Regions from separate parts of the Columba livia genome. Here region 1 is linked to region 2. The links are chromatin contacts, called in public Hi-C maps. All regions are on one chromosome and are shown on one strand. The core of a region is the stretch at or near the end of the contact, and the rest is flanking DNA. Distances in the headings are between cores, read along the strand shown. Region 1 holds the start of TRMT11 (tRNA methyltransferase 11 homolog). Region 2 overlaps NCOA7 (nuclear receptor coactivator 7).

Region 1 (4,136 bases), core at 1,554-4,053, 68 kb before region 2:
GAGGAAAAGAAAACCTCTACATAACACTAGCACATGGCTTTAGGGGGACTTTAGCCCACTCATTCCCATCTTTCCATTTGGGCAGAAAGGACATTAAAAACATTGGAAAAAACAGTGGTTTTGCTCCAAGATAATAAAAGTTTATGCATAAATTTCATTGTATGGTCCTGGGACAGCAAAAGCATCTGAGATTTTACATGAGTTGGTGTCATCTCCATATGCTACTGGTAATACTACCTATAGGAAAGTGACAGGAATGAAAAGCGGAGAAAACACAGCCTGTGAGTAAAGGTTCAGAGAGAAATGAGATCACAACCTCCACACATGCTAAAGGTTCCTGTGATAAAAGAAGGCAATAGCCTTTTTTGAATGTTTGCTACAGATGAGATGAGCACACCGGGTTCAAATCACAGCAGTGCTTGGGATGAGAGGCTGGGAAGAACTTCAAAAAGTAAAGACGGTGAAGAACTGGAACAGATCTGCCTGAAGATACTGATAAGAAAACATATGACACGCATCAGTCTGTCCATGAGAGACACCCAGTGCTGGAAAACAGGATGTGTGATGTTACCCCTCAATATCTGACCTAACCAAAGAGAGACCCCTGTCTATGAAGATTCTTAAAACTAAGACATATGAAACACAGAACTTATTCTACAGACACTTAACAAGTGCGGACTTCCACAAACACCTTCGGCTGTTGTGATCCAGCACCACCACCAGAAGAAAAGGTGCCCTCCTGTATCTCATATGCAGCTGTGGCAGAGATGGAGATCAGGCAGCTGATTTGGCTGAAAAAATCTGTCCTTGCTTGTTTTGTTTTCAGACAAATCAGGTCCCTAACACAGCTCATCACAAAGCCAAACACACAGCTGAGCAGTCACTGGAGTAAAAGAGAAGGGAAATGGAACTGCTTCCTTCAGCAGCTGAATCAACCAGGTGCGACTACAGCCCCGGTGAAAAAAGAAAAACCTTGCGTGTTACATATAGATTGTCTTTTTTTTTTTTTTAACTTAATTTGATGACCTTGCCTAAAGAAAAATTGATTTGATCATAAATAAATTCATGTTCCAGTTCCCACAAAGTAGATAGTAAAAAATAATGCGCAGAAGAAAGCCTTAATGAAAACAAGAAAAACAAACGATGCAATACACAATAAACATTTTAAAATGTGTAATGATGACCTACCGATTCTAAAAAAATAACTCTGCATTTCAGCACTATTTTAAACAAGACAATATTATCCTGGATCTCATATTCCTAGTTCTTCAGATGGTGCCTAGAAGAGCAGTGAAGGTATCAACATTTGTTACAGTGTTTAATAACGCTGTAAGTCATCAAAAGTTAAATTTACAAACAAGAGGGTTTTCTTATAAACATGGAAATTGAGTGTGTGCTAAATCAGATGTTTACCAAGGACCCATGAAAAACACCAGGGCCTCAAAATACCAGGGAGCTTCAGATAATCACAGAATCACAGAATGTCTGGGACTGGAAGGGACCTCAAAAGACCATCTGGTCCAATTCCCCTGCCGGAGCAGGAACACCTAGATGAGGTTACACAGGAAGGTGTCCAGGCGGGTTCTGAATGTCTCCAGAGAAGGAGACTCCACAATGCCCCTGGGCAGCCTGTTCCAGTGCTCTGTCACCCTCAAGTTACAATTATTTTTTTTTATTTATTTCTGTGAATAGCGATTGGTATGATTTAGTGTCAGGGAACAAACAGTGCACCCAAATTTTGCAACCAACTGGCATAAACTTGTCCATGACAAGCAGATGGCACTTGCAGAGGCAGGACTCGCTGGCTCCCACGCCTGACCTGCTGCGATGCCCCTGCAGAAGCGGGTCTGCTCTCCCTGATCCCGCATCGGCCAGCACAGCGTGAACCCTTCTGGCTGAGCGAACACTCAGCATTACAAGCCAAAACTGAGCAGTCCTTCGTGCCACCAGTGCGACACAGAGGAGGAAGCCTGATGGCAGACACCAGCCTTGGAGATCTCCATTTGATCCCAGCATGTGTGCAGGCCCTGGAACTTCAGAGAAGCCGTGTCTGCTGCTCCTCAAGTCATCTTCCTGAAAATGAAGATATGCACACCCTCCTGCCTTGCACAACTCCATGAACACCTGGGGCAGAGGGTCTCACGTGTCACCAGCACAGCACCAACCACATATGTACCCACATCACACGGCTGGGAGCAGCTACACAGCTTAAACTAAAAAGTCACCAAAACAAGAACTTAGAGAGATTTTCATAAACCCTGCTTTTTTTTCCTCCGAGTTCCCATTTCTTACTTGGAGCCCCAGGTACTTTGCTGGCAACCTCTCCTGGCCCCAAAGGCTCTTGAGAGCAGCAAGGAAGCTGTTTCCTCAGAGCCACCTCCCCACGGCGCCCGGGGCAGAGCGGAAGCCCACGCCCGCTGCGAGGGGAAGCGCAGAGCGGCGAGGGAAGGGGCTCCGGGCGCCCCCACCCCGCCAGCCGCCGGCTCTCCCCGCGCCGCCCGGGGCGGGCAGCAACGAGGCCCCGCCGCCTCCCGGGCACCCCCCGGGCTGCTCCCGAGGGCAGCGCCTCGCCCACCCTCCGCCTCAGCGGGCCGACCCCCCGGCCCCGGCCCCAACCCCAGTCCTGGCCCCGTGAGGCGCTCACCGGCAGGCGGAACTCGAGGTGCTCCTGCGCCAGGAGCAGCAGGTACCGCCGGAGCGTAGCGGCCGCCAGCGCCATGTCCGGCCATTCCCCCGCCTCCCGCGCCGCATGCGCCGCCGGGCGGGCCCAGCAGCCGCGGGAGGAGCCCGCCCGCCTCGGCGGGAGGCGCCGCCACCGGTAAGGGGCGTGTGTCGGGGACCCCCGCGCCGCCCCGCAGTGCTGGGTGCGAGCGGGGCTGCGGGGCTCTTGGGCAGCGGCCGCCTGCGCGGCGACAGCGTGCTGCGGGCACTCGTAGTTAATTAGCGCTGAGCTCATCCTCTCATCCCTTTTTTAATTTATGTTTTGTGTATGCTTTGTAATGCACGCCGCGTGCATTACCCAGCAGTACCCGTATATAATTTTTAAGCAAGTAAATATTTGCGTACTGGGGACACGGGTTCAATAGCGTTCCACTGGTGCGCGATGGAGAAGGCTCGGAGGGCGGGTCGGGCGGCTGGTTGGGGCTGAGCCCTTCGGGCAATGCAGCTGTGGCCTCTCCTCCCGACAATAACCTGACCCCGCAGGCATCGGTGGAGCAGGTCGTTAAAGAGCATTAACAATTAACAGACGCCAAAGGAGTCGCGTTCGTTTTCCGCGGGAAGGAGGTCAGCGCCGGCGATCTGGGTGGAGGAGCAGCTAGAGAAACAGATTCCCCGGAAAAGGGCAGAGATATGATTGTCTGATGGCGAGGTGGAGGGGTGAAGGTTTTGGATTGCATCTTATATTTTTATTTTAACACTTAGACTTGACAACTGGAACCCCGCACTCACTGATCTCCCTGTTATGTTGAGCTGAAAGTTTCAGCTTATCCAGATTTCAGTAAGCTTTTTATTAGATGCAGGCCAGCTTAGCACTGAACTCATGTTCAGTATTTTCTGTGCTAATTTTTGGGCATCTTTTTTCTGGATAGCAAAGATTTTGCCTATGACCTGTGAGTACTCCGTGGGCCAAGTTCTTTATGCCTGTCCATAATCTCATCCCACAGCTTCCCCAGTTACCTCCTCCTGTGATAATCAAAAGTGAGCTTTGCTATGAAGCTCTAGCCCCGATGATTGGCAAGAAAACAATCTATATATGAACTGGCATCTAAATGTGAACTTTCCTAGAAGAGAAAGAAAAGACGTAGAAGTGGATTAGGCTTGTCCATCTCAGCGGTCGAGCCCTGAGATCTGGCAATAACCACATCGCTGAACTGCTGACAAACCCTATGAGTCTGACAGTGTATACAAAATCTTGGGATTGCTGAGATTTAGTGGAAGAAGTCTGCTTTTATTTTTCCAATCTGTCTCACTTTAAATTGCTTAGCTGTACAGCTTCCATTTTAGAAACTCCTCAGGAGGGGTTATTGGTATTGTTTAAGCTTAATCTCTTGGAGCCTGGCATTCTCTTTATCTGCACTACTCGATCTGCAAAGCACTGCCGTCTGTTCTCAGAAGCTGAATACCTCAGTTTTCTA
Region 2 (3,694 bases), core at 11-2,510:
GCTCAGTTTCTCAGACCACATAACCAACAATTTCTAGTGAAACATCTCAAAAGGTTGCCTTGCAAATGTGTATCTATCACACACATATGTATACATTTTTCTTAAATGCCCCCCAAAGTACAGCAGCAGGAGATCCACATTCTGCAGCCAACTCAGTGACGACGGCTCCTATTTCTGCGGTTCCCCATTCATTCAAACCCACTGATTTTAAGACAGGCAGTAGCAGTTCATGCTCTGCACAGCAAAAGAGATTTAGTGTGTGTGAAACTTCATGGATCAGGTCCTGACTACACATTAAAACAATCTACAGGGATTTCCAAAAGATAAAAGTGAATACATCTATATAACAAATGAAGTGGTTTGTTTAGACTAATGAAAATTTGAGTATGGAAAGGAAGCTTATTTTTGACTAATAAGCCACAGCCCTGATCAAAGGCTGCTGTAGCAACCACAAAACATTACAGTCACATTGCATACACAACGTCTATATTTAGCCCTTGCAGAAATCTTTGCAAAGCAGCTCTTTACACTGAAACGCAATGAAATTCTTACCTCACTGTTGTACTTGATTCCAGGCTTGTAAATCAGAGACGGCCCTGACGTTTTCTGTAGTGACTTAATAACCTTCCTGCACGTGTATGTATCACAGGGCACTCAAATCATCTGCTTCAGTAGACAAGAACTGGCAAGCACCCGCTGGCAGCCTCAGCTCTACTCACACTGCATCAGTGCCTTCCACCCAGTCTCAGATTCCTAGTCTGTTTGTTTTGATCACAAACTCTGTTAAATAAGCTTTCTGTGGCATATATGCAGTACCACAAAACAACAACAAAAAAATCTGCTAATGGAAACCGAACTATTTTGTGGAAAAAAAAAAAAAAACAAAACACACAGAAAAAAAAAAAAAAGAGAGAAAAAAACTTCTCTAGATGTTAACAGTCCTTGTGACTACACTAACAGTTTCTATCCACACTTTCCTTAAAACATACTCATTTGAACTCAAGTTTTCAAAGTTGCCTTAGGTAACTTTAAGAATAAAGAGCTAAAACAGAACTGTGATAGCGAAGAGGAAAGCAGAAGCAACCGTTTGAACTGACTGACCACAACATCACTGACTGATGCTTTTCCTTGTAATGTTTAATCTTGCCCGATTCCCACATCCCATCAAGAGCTCATCACACAAGCTAGAGCTTCCACAGCCCACAGCTGCTGCTCTGGATGGGCAGCACCACAGGCACTTTTCAGGTGAGAGCAATCCAAGAATCTGGGCATGCCATAATTTCCATCCCATCCTCATGGCAGACATCAGATTTTCAGGTAGTGCCGAGGCTACTCCTCCTGCCCACAGCTCCATTTCAAGGCAATGATCATCAACTGCAAAAGCGACAACTTTTACACCAGAAAAAAATACCAGATAAAGACCGAGTATGACTTTCATCACAAGGACCCGGAGTTACTGCAACTCTGCCTAGGACTATGATCTCTGCTTGGAAGATGTTGCTTTTAGACGTCTCTAATGCCTGGCCAAAATTACCCAAAACCCTCCATTTCACTCAACTATAATATCCCAAAGAACCAAAACAAGCCTTCAACAGCACTTAAAACCATGACAGCAGCCTCAAATTTACTATGCTTTTTGACATTACATGCACTCTCTTAGTAAAGCAAATACAAAATCCTGTATACAAACAAGGCAATTCATTATTAACATGTGCTGGTACAGTGCTGCAGAGAGCAAAGAGCAGATCCAGAGCATTTACTGTATCTGGAACAAAACTCCATCCCCTTGAGGGACCCTCTTCAGCCTCCGTTTGCCCTTCCCTCACACAGACCTGCGCATCCCAGCAAGGCAGACTGGGCACCCACACCAGCTGCCAGTCCCGGGCCCACTCCGATTTCAAACCCGTCGTCTCCTGACCCATCATCTCATGAAGAAGCTGGAGGCTGAAGGTCTCATTCGCTCTTCTCACAGCTCTCACATATTTCCCACCCTCTGCGGCAAGAGCTGCCGTGGAAGATGGATTTGAGAACACCATTTGTGAATTTATTTCCTTCTTCAACTTCTCTGGAAGATTTCTAGTGGTTTTGTTGTGTTTTAAAGGGGATTTCTCTGAACAAAACCAACATTCAGTCTTGTCCTAACTGTTATGAGAGCAAAAGGGAGCTGAAGGCCAAATAAATAAATAAATGAAACCACTCAGTTTGACAAGTGTCAGGTTTTGCAATTAAATCAGCCTTTCAGACAAAACAATATGCTTCTTCTCCAGAAAATGGATAAGGTGTTACTGCAGAAGATGTTAGTTTTTAAGTATCCGAGTCAATGGATATGTTGGGGTTCATTAGGAAAGTTGTTGGGGGAAGGAACTGGGAGAGAGAAAAGGGGAGGGCAGGATAAGCAAACAGCTTATCTGCAAAACCACTCCGGTTTCTGAGGAAAGAGTCTTATGCATCTGTAATTTCATTTAGACGGCAGATAGTGTTTTTCAAGCTAATTGGTTCTGACAGGAAAAACATTTATTCTGAATTTATATAGAGGCATCCTTTTACAGCTCCTCAAACTGTTTTCTGAACAACTTATAAGCCATTTTCTATGTCTGTCCAAATAGTTTCCAGTCTGTTACTGTGCACAACCTGTGCATGGGGGCTTTTCCACTGAATCCCATCAGAATCAGAGGAACTGGTTGTTAATGGGGACTGTGAGCTGGCTGCAGAGATCTTTCAGGCATCTACCCTGGAGAGGGAACAGGGAGCAGAAACTTTCTGCAACATGACAACCATTCTCATACCATTTAATAAAGACTAATGATCTGACACAGACGTAATTTCAGAGTAGGCAGGTAAAAATACAAGGTCAGCAGTACTCACTTAAATTAATTTTCAACAGACTGCTTAAAAGCTTGGGCACTGACTTACAGGAAAAGAGCTAGGAAAGACTTCAAGAAATAGACTACTTCATCTTCTATACCCAAGTCTATTGGGCTGCCTATAAAAGGGAAGTAAAACTGCATTTTTAGAATAAAACAGCCTGAGTTTCCAATTACACTAACAAGGTAGGTGGTTAGTGTAAAAAGAAAACTGAGCAGAAAATGGAGCGGGAACATTATCTGCACAACTTTCACTACAAGACAACAACCAACCAGTAAAGCTGTGCAACTCTAACACCGAGACAAAAAAGAAATGGAAATCTGACAACAGTTCTTTTCTAGAAATTCCACTTGGTTTTGGTTAACACTTATTCAACAGAAATGCTTAACAAACAACTGAATAGGACATAATTTAATACAAAATAATTAATCACAGATGAAGAGCACTAGGCCCATAGTGTAGGCATGATTTTTATGATGTATTAGATTAATAAAATCATACAGCACGGACAACCCTTACTTTACAAACAAAAGCATCTAACAAAGTGGTCCTCCAAAAAAATATTAAAAAAAAGAAGAGGGAAGGGAGAAGAAATCTTCATTTTATCTTGAAGCTGACACAGTTTTCCTTTTGGGAAATTTTCCACAATGTGCATCCTCTAAAATGTCCCTTGATACCTGGCATACAATCGGCTTAACATCCTGCACAGCACAAACAGATTGTGTTCTACAAACATTTTTTTAATCCATTTATGTACATATGCAGTAAGATAACAGAACTTGTAAAAAATAACTTTAAAACACTTCAAACATCTTTAACTGTTTTGCTC

The links. Hi-C and Micro-C count contacts between places; a contact is called where the count stands out from the background.
Region 1: a Hi-C map of liver shows a contact between it and region 2, with 2.0 times the contacts expected there. The contact joins the promoter of TRMT11 here to the enhancer-like site in region 2. A contact is called at or near these places in 2 of 2 Hi-C or Micro-C datasets (crop and liver).

The regions. Positions count from the first base shown.
Region 1 is chr3:55,798,882-55,803,017 of bColLiv1.pat.W.v2, reverse strand. TRMT11 (tRNA methyltransferase 11 homolog) reads right to left here and starts at 2,803. Exons shown (of 13, transcript XR_010471353.1): 1 at 2,645-2,803.
Region 2 is chr3:55,729,332-55,733,025 of bColLiv1.pat.W.v2, reverse strand. The region is part of intron 4 of NCOA7 (nuclear receptor coactivator 7); the gene reads right to left. Among named protein-coding and RNA genes, the nearest start is that of NCOA7, 44 kb to the right of the region's middle. Within about 2 kb of position 1,260, at least 1 of the 3 cell types and tissues checked has an H3K27ac peak away from gene starts, as active enhancers do.